Linked DNA regions of Oryctolagus cuniculus: all the other regions are linked to region 3. A link is a contact called in public Hi-C and Micro-C data. All regions are on one chromosome and are shown on one strand. Each heading gives the region's core, a stretch centred on a gene start, on an enhancer-like site or on the middle of the called end of the contact. The rest is flanking DNA. Distances are from core to core; before and after follow the strand shown.

Region 1 (2,859 bases), core at 16-2,515, 190 kb after region 3:
ATGTGTCCTTCTTCCAAATGGTATCTTCTTTGAATTCACCAAAAATAAAAGGAACTCCCAGGCTAGGCCAAACAGCATAAATGACACTTAAGTACACGTATGCAAGATGGGAGCAAAGCCTGCAGGGACAATGCTCCCCAGAGGAATTGTGGCCTGGAAGCAGGTTCTGCCTTCTTGCCCTATTTTTTCCTGGAGGGAGAGAAGACCAGCAGCTGCCTGAAGGCAGATTCAGCCACTGGCTGTCACCCAGGCATCCTCTGCAGGCAGATAGGAACACAGGGGCCCTTTCTCAAGTTTAGCCTGATGCAGATGTTTTCAGGGCCTGAGACAGCCCCCACTCCTCGAGCCAGAGGAACTTTCTGTGCTGTGGCCAGTTCGCTGTGTCACACAGGAATGGCATCTGTTTTCACTTAGGCAGGAACTCAAGCATGCCTCCTGGGAGCATGTGCCCAAAAGAGATCCCAGTTGGCTAAGAGAGGATTAGGTTTCCAGAAGGACACAGCTTTTACCTGGGCTTTAAACACCCGGACGCCAAAGATATGGAGGTCACAGAATGTTTCTTAAAAATCATACCATTTTATGGGAGTGGGCGGTTAGCCTAGCAGTTAGGATGCCTGCCTCCCACATCAGAGTGCCTGCATTTGATTCCCAGCTCTGGCTCTAGATTCTAGCTTCCTGCCCATGCAGGCCCTGGGAGGGAGCCAGGAATGGCTCAAATAATTGGGTTCTTGCCATCCACATGGAAGACTTGGATTGAGTTCCTGGCTCCTGGATGTAGCCCTGACCCAGCCCCAGCCACTGCGGGCAACTGGAGGGTTAAGCAGCAGATGGAAATGTCCTCTCTCTCTCTCTCTCTGGCTCTCTCTCTCCCTCTCAAATAAATAAATAAATAAATGAAAGTAAGTCATACCATTTTAAAAGATTTGCTTGTTATGAATCCCGCCTAAAAGCCAATTAATCAAACATAGACCCACTGAGAGATCTGCAATGGCTGATTTATTGTTTTAGATTGGGCTTTTCAGAGAGATTTTGAAGGAGTAGGGGGTGGTTCCGGGGGAGGGGGAGAGCTAGTCAAAGACCAACTCCTTAAAAGCATGGGCAAAATTCCCTTTTCTGTTACCAGTTTTTCAAAAAAAAAAAAATGACAAAGTCACACAAGAGAGGAAATGAAAAGGGAAATTTTTAGACTTCTCATCTGTCCAGAAAGCCCCGGTCTGTTTCAGAACCCGTCAGGGTAACTGTCGGGCCTGCGGTCGCAGCCCTGCAATCCCGGGAGGCCTTTCGTCAGCGGCCATTATATCAATAAGGAAGTACAATCACCAAACCACAAGCCAGCTTCTCTTCTAAGCCCACATGTTGCTTTAGAGGGTTTTTAAACAAGAGACTTTCCTGTTTTTGAAACCTGTGAATCCACAGGTCTTACGGGTTACTCAAATTATCTTATCACTTGCAGCAACCACTGGCATGAATTTCAAAACTGCTTACCCCAGCCTTCCCATCCCCAGGCTCCACAGATGTCCACTTACTCACCAGAATCCTTATTTACAGTATTGTGCTGCCAACTGCTGACACAGAAGGAAAAAAAATGCTAGTTATACATTAAGCTTTACGGTTAAAGTATCTGCGCTAGATGCGACCCAAACACCACTTTATTTGACGACCCGAAGGCAAGATGACCACAGCAAAGGATGTTCAAGTGAGACAGTTTTGCAGTCATTGGAGGGTCAGGCCATTTTTCATGCATATGCACACACACACACACTTGCAAAGGTAGTATGAGAAGTCACCACAGTTCACAGGAAGCTATTCTTATTTATTATAGGATGTGCTGAAAATCTGTTGGAAAAATTTAAGTACAACCAGAAGACATCCCAAACCACCTAAAAGGCTACTGTCCAGGCTTCAGGAAAATCAATGTGGAAAATTGTAAGTGGAGGGCTCCATGGGGGTGTGGGCGGAAGCAGCAAAGCGTCCAATGTAAATCCTCCATGGTATGCAAGTCAGACTTGCTTCACTCTTGGGCAAAGAGAAAGGTTCAGATGAAAGGGTGCATTATAGAACTGATGTGATAAATCCACAAACAGCCTTCCCTCTTTCCTGCTCAGCTCAGCAGCTCGGGAAAGATGTGCCAAATCTAACAACTGCCCCTGATAGCCATCTCCTGGTTTAACTTCTCCCCTGGCCAGTGGCCACTTGGCGTTGCTCAAGCAATGCCTGCAGACTTCTTCATGCGTGCCCTTGCTGGAAACTCCAGCGTCATGAGGCAGACCTGAAGTTGACAAAGGGCTTCCGGAAGATCGTTCACATTCTGCTTTCAGTGAGTGCCCAATCAGAGGGAAGATCAACAACTGGTGAACTTTATTCTGCAGCTACGACCAGTGACCTCTGAGCACAGAACCCACATGGCAATAATGTATCTAGCAGACACTTATCTAATCTCACACTTTTCAGTCTTTTCGGGTTAGAATCAACACTTAGCTCATCAAAACACACACACACACATGCACGCACACACACACACACCTTCCAAAAAGGAACCTGCTCTCAGACTGCACACATGGGTATTTTGTTTATCTTATTTTTTTTCTGCATTCCAATAAATCTACAGGTACAGAAATGTTGAGATGGATACTCTAAAGCCGTTAGGCTGTGGTTTTTATTTTTGAGGAAGAGTTCTTTCAAAATACACAAAATTCTCTCTATTATAAAATGTGGAGTGTGAATGAGGCCACCACACCAAAAAGTGTCAGAAGTAAATCTCTCAACTATCATGACCAGCCTACTGTGGTGTAATGCAATACAGCCATAGGGGAAAATACAATAAAATGAAAGAATTCCAGAGAATTCCAGACATCCCAC
Region 2 (2,748 bases), core at 22-2,521, 160 kb before region 3:
CCAGGGTGGGCGGCACGGTGTGGCCGCGTCGCGCGTTCGGGCTCTGGCGGTTCAGCTCGGGCGGCTCCTCCAGCTTGGAGAAGCCGTTGGGCACCAGGATGCCGTTCACAGGCGGCGGCTGCGGCGTCGGAGGCTGGGCCAGGCCCGCAGCCGGGCGGCTGCCGCCGAAGTCGGAGCCGAGGCGCGGAGGTCGCTCCGCCGCGGCCGCCAGAGGGTAGCGCTCCAGGGCCTGCGCTGCGCGAGGGGCCGCCTCGGGGCCGCCGTGGCCGAGCTGCTGCTGCTGCTGCTGCTGCAGGAGGATGTCCTTGGCCGAGAGCGGCGGCGGCTTGGCGGCGGCCGGGGCCGCGGCGCCGGGCGGGGAGCGGCCCTCCGGGAAGCAGCCGTGCGCCCGCTTGAGCTGCCGCGCCGTCTCGATGACGAACTCGACGCGGTCGGCGCCCTCGTAGTTGACGCAGCCGCGGCACACGGGCTCGGTGAAGTCCCAGATCATGGCCCAGGGCATGCGGGGCAGGTCACACAGGTAGCACGACTGCCGCCGGGACGCGGCCGCCACCGCCACCGCCGCGGCCATGTCCGAGGAGCCCGCGGCGCCGGGGGAGGAGGAGGAGGTGGAGGTGGAGGAGGAGGAGGGGGCCCCGCCGCCCCCCGCCGGCACCGCGCGAGCCCTCCTCCCCCCCCAACCCCGCGTCTCCCCCACCAGTGGCGGCGGCGGCCGCAGAGGCGGCGGCGGCGGCGGCAAAGCCCGCGAAGGCTCGGCGCCCGCGCAGCGCCCCCGGTGCACGAGGGGCGGCGGGCGCGGCGCGAGGGGCTGCAGCCGCGGCAGCAGGTCCCCCCGGCCGGCGCGGTGGCGGGCGCGGGCGGGCGGCGCGGCGGGGCGGCGCGGCGGGGGCTCGGCCGGGGCCGCGGCGGGCCTCCAGACCGGGGCGAAGACGGGCCGCGCGGACGCGGGGAAGCGCAGCAGGTCGCGGCGGCGGCGGTGGCCGGCACGGAGTGCGGGGCGGGGGGCGGGGAGGACGCGGGGGGGGCGGGGGCCGGGGCCGGGGGGCGGCCGCCGGAGCAGGCTCAGCCCGAGCGGCGGGGCATGCCGCGCCGAGGCGGCGGCGGTGGCCGAGCGGCGTGAAGCTCGGGCGCGGCGCGGGCCCCGGGTCGCTCTGCCGCTCTCTCACAGCTCCTGGCGTCGCTGCTCTCCAGCGCCCGCGTCAGCGCCTAGCCCGCCTCAGCTCCGCCGCCTAGGTTGTCGCTGCTGCTGCTCGCCGCGGCCGCTCCACTTCTACAGACTTGATTCTTCGACAGCCTCGCACGGCGCCTGCGCGGGCCCCCTCCCCTGGCGCGCGCGCCCGCCCTCCCGCGCGCACGCGCACGCGCTTTCCCTCGCCGCCCCCCCCCCCCCGCCCCGCGCGCAGGGACGCGGCCGGGAGAGCCGGCTCCGCGGGTCCGCGCCGCCTCCAGTGAGCGGCCGGCGTCCCTGACGTGAGCACGCTGCTCCATGGGGATGTTTGCCCTGTTTCCTCGGCTCTACAGACTCCTCAGTCGGGATTTGGTTTCCCTGTGCTTGTCCTTTCTGTCGAGTCGAGCTAAAACTAATAAATAATAATAATAATAAAGGCAAGGCCACTTTGTAACTTGGTTTCTGTCAGACGCTTGATGGAGAGTTTAGGTCTGGCGTGCTTCACAGTTTTGGGTTTTTGAGGAGTTGAAAGCCAAATGTTGGACACGTGAGCACAGAATCGCTCAGGAATGCTTTGCACTTGCATTTGCCCTAGGACGGACACGCGCGCCGCCAGGCCCTTCAGGTTTCACAAACTCAGGAGAGTCTGCTGTTCCCAAGCACAGCACGGTGTCGTCATGCCGCCAGCTGGCTCGCGCGCTTTCCACGGAGCCCTCCGTAAGGAAAGGGAGCGCGGTCCAGACCGGGAGCTCGAGAACACCAAGACCTCCCGTCGGCCCGCCCTCTGAGCGGAGCCCTGGCCGCGCCCGCCGCCCCGGCCGCCTTATGTAGGTCCGCGCGGCGAGCGCGTGACGTGGGCGCAGGGCTGCGGGCCGCAGGCCCCCGCCGCCGCCAGTGCGCACGCTCCGCGCGAACGTGCCTCGCCGCCGCTGGCACGGGGGCCTCATTGAACGAATGCACATTCCAGGGATCCGGGGTCTACGGCCAGCGAGGCGCGGCGCGTCACGTCACGGCGCAGGCTCCGCCCCCGGCAGGCCCTCGGGGCCTCCGGCCCCGCCCCCCCGGGCCCGAACTTGGACTCGAGGTGGCGGGTGGCGCTGGCGCGGTCGGGGCGCGCGGCCTGCTCGCCTCGATGGGTCCCCGCGGGCGCTGGGGGCGACCGGCTGGCTGGCTCGGTCGCGGCCGTGGCGCAGGGCGGGCCTCGGGAGGGGGCGGCCCTGCGCCCTCTGCGCCACCCAGTCCGGCCCTAACCGTGGTGGGTGCAGACCTGCCTGGCGGGAAGACGGGGTGCGGCCCCAAAGCCCTGCCGGTCGGGCCCGCGCCTGTCTTACGCCGTGGGCAGCCAGACTGCCCCTATTGAATGAGCGCGTGAGGTTCCCACTTTTATCGGGAGGAGGAGCTGGTGTGTGTTGTGGTAAATCTCTGGGTTGGTCGTTGGTCCTGCTGAGGCGCGGGCTTGGGCGCTGTCGGCTGGGACTTTGACGTTGCTGCTTTGTCAGAGCGGTCTCTGGAGCTGCTTTGGCTAGCAGCAGCACAGGCCCGCATCTCTCCCTGAGACTGGAGTGAGCTGGTCAAGTGTG
Region 3 (2,700 bases), core at 45-2,544:
CTGGCGCTGTGGCATAGCAGGTAAAGCCATTACCTGCAGTGCCGGCATCCCATGTGGGCGCCAGTTTGAGTCCTGGTTGCTCCACTTCCGACCCAGCTCTCTGCTATGGCCTGAGAGAGCAGTAGAAGATGGCCCAAGTCCTTGGGCCCCTGCACCCACGTGGGAGACCCAGAGGAAGCTCCTGGCTCCTGGCTTCAGATTGGTGCAGCTCCGGCTGTTGTGGCCAACTGGGGAGTGAACCAGCAGGTGGAAGACCTCTCTCTCTCTCTCTCTCTCTCTCTCTCTGCCTCTCCTTCTCTGTGTGTGTTAACTCTGACTTCCAAAAAAATAAATAAATCTTTAAAAAAAATAAAGAGAATAATGGAGAAGCCCCAGGCATCAAAAGAACACGATTGAGACTCTCTGCCCTGGACGCTGGAATGGTCCAAGGCATCGCTGAGGCAGAGGCAGGAACGGCAGCTGAGGTCAGGAGTGCCAAGTGTCAGCCACTGAGGGTCCCTTTTCGGAGGATGTGGCTGGGTGGAGGCTGGGAAAAGAGACGCAGCCTGGAAACCAGCCGGGCCGGGAGCCAGGCGTCAGCCGATCCTGGGGGCAGCCCGGGCGTATCGCGTGATTCCCAGAAGACAGAGCACGCGGCCTGCTGGTCTTGGTGACCGGCCCTGAGACTGGGAGTTTCTCCACCTGCCCTGCTCTTACGGAAGCCACATTCCAGTGCCCCGGCCTGGGAGCTTAAACACCCACATGTGGGGTGCCCAGAGAGTTTCATACTTTTGTTCTCTGATTTCCCACTTCACAGAGCTGAGCTGAAGAATCACATGTGGAGGATGGGGAAGTGGGCACTGGAGCCAGTTTAAGAGCCGCCCCCTTCCTACACCCGGCCCCACCTCCAGCTCGGGTTTCTTCCTGGATATCAATTTGTGGCTTTTTATATAAGAAGGCAAATGCATTCTCCAAGCCAGTGGATTGCCCTCCCATGTTTTGACAGTTTGGCGTTGGTCGAAATATCATCAAACTTTTTGAAAACCAAGGGCTTTGAAACTCAATCTCCACACTGTTTACACGTTGTTGCTTTTTTTTTTTTTCTTCCCCTCACGGGTTCAGTTTTTACTTGCTACAGCACAATTAATTCGTACTTCACTTTCTGCACTCAAAACAAACACTGGTTTTAAGCATTCAGCTTTTCTAGCACTGCATAGCTGAGAGTGGAAAAAATACCATCTGAAGCAGGATGGGCTTTTGATGCTGCCTCCTTAGGACACGCACATTTCAAACCACCGCTGGTGAGTCACTCACATTCTGTGCATACCCGCTCTCGGAGGAGCAGGAAGTGTGGGTATTTTAAACCCCGAGGCCACAGAGAAGCTTGCAGATGCTTCTTAAGGAACTCCGGCCGGCACCCAGGGCCCTCCTCGGTGAGGCCTCTGCACATGTGCAGCCCCGAAGCAGTGCGCCAGGCTCTCTTTGTTCGCTCTCCCTGCCCCGGCTTTGCTTTTATGCAAGCAGACTGAGCTAGGGAATGCATAAAACCAACACAAACTTTTTAAAAACAACAAAAGTAATTGGAGCCCTGGGTTGGGGGGGGGAGGTGCGGTTGGTGAGGGGGTGCCGGCAGATGGTGCCACAAGATGTCCTGGGGCGGCTCACTGGGGACCCAGACTTGCGGCTCTGTGGCCAGCAAGAAGTAAAGGAGGCAAGGCCCAGCCAGTGCTTTCACTTCTAAGCCAAGTCATCGCCTTGTGAGCGATGAGGCCTCTTGCTCCCCTCTGTTCTGTACCTCTGAAAGCCAAAGGAACACGTTGGAGAGAAGGGGAGGCAATTGAACTGAACCAAAATGGCTTTAGATGAAAGGTTAAAGAGGGGAGTGGGGGCAGGGGAGGCTTGGGGGAACAAGCCAGATGTTGCAATGAAAGAAGTTATACATGCTAACCTTGTTTGGTGAAGGAAGGAGGCTCCAGGGAGGTTGCTAAAGATCTGTGGGTACTTGGAGCTTCTGAAGAGGGTGAGACCCCAAAGGGAGGCCACAACAATGGCCTGGCACCCAGGGCCTCAAGGGAAGACTGGCATCCAGCACCTCTGTGCTAAGGGATGTCTCCAGAAGCCCCCCCACCCCCCCCGCATAGAACCAGCGGGTGACGTGGGAGGGCGTGGACTCATGGGCCACTCCATTTTATGCTGGAATGTGTTTGCTATTTCTGACAGTTTTCTTCCAGAGATGAAGTCGTCTGGGACATGGAAGCCCAGCCTTGAGCATTTGCAGTCCCGTGATGTGTTAGGGACTCCTGAACCAGTTGGGAGCAGCATGAGCCACAAAAGCCTCCCAAATTATTCTGTAGCACTTCTACTGTTCCAGATGTCAGCTGCCTCCCAACCCGAGCAGACCCAAAAGAATTCGCGGGTGGAATAAAATCCTTGAGTGTTAATAAGCAGCTCCAGAAGAGATCAGATTGCTGGTGGCGTCAGATAATCTTGGAGGGGGTTATCAAGAAACAAGCACATTTCAGAGTGCATTGTGCAAGGACTGTAGGGGGGCCCCCAGCACAGCCCAGGCAATTCTGGAATCAGTCTGGAGCATCTGGAATCAGTCACACAGGCAGCACACAGGACACATAAAGGATAACCCCATGCATCATTTTCCTGATGCTGCTGTAACCAATTAGTATGAAGTTCAAGGCTTAAACAATGCACTTATTATCTTATAGT

What was found. Hi-C and Micro-C count contacts between places; a contact is called where the count stands out from the background.
Region 1: a contact with region 3 is called in a Hi-C map of skin fibroblasts, with 11 times the contacts expected there. The contact joins two enhancer-like sites. A contact is called at or near these places in 2 of 6 Hi-C or Micro-C datasets (skin fibroblasts and an unstated tissue).
Region 2: a contact with region 3 is called in a Micro-C map of ear pinna, with 5 times the contacts expected there. The contact joins the promoter of IRF2BP2 here to the enhancer-like site in region 3. A contact is called at or near these places in 3 of 6 Hi-C or Micro-C datasets (ear pinna, skin fibroblasts and an unstated tissue).

Annotation. Positions count from the first base shown.
Region 1 is chr13:54,260,591-54,263,449 of mOryCun1.1, forward strand. The region is part of intron 1 of LOC103350930 (a long non-coding RNA gene); the gene reads right to left. Among named protein-coding and RNA genes, the nearest start is that of TOMM20, 140 kb to the right of the region's middle. Within about 2 kb of position 1,266, at least 4 of the 8 cell types and tissues checked have an H3K27ac peak or open chromatin away from gene starts, as enhancers often do.
Region 2 is chr13:53,907,248-53,909,995 of mOryCun1.1, forward strand. IRF2BP2 (interferon regulatory factor 2 binding protein 2) reads right to left here and starts at 1,272. Exons shown (of 2, transcript XM_008268248.3): 1 at 1-1,272. The coding sequence starts at 571.
Region 3 is chr13:54,069,212-54,071,911 of mOryCun1.1, forward strand. No RefSeq gene overlaps it. Among named protein-coding and RNA genes, the nearest start is that of IRF2BP2, 160 kb to the left of the region's middle. Within about 2 kb of position 1,295, at least 5 of the 8 cell types and tissues checked have an H3K27ac peak or open chromatin away from gene starts, as enhancers often do. A contact at or near this core is called in ear pinna, where this site is marked.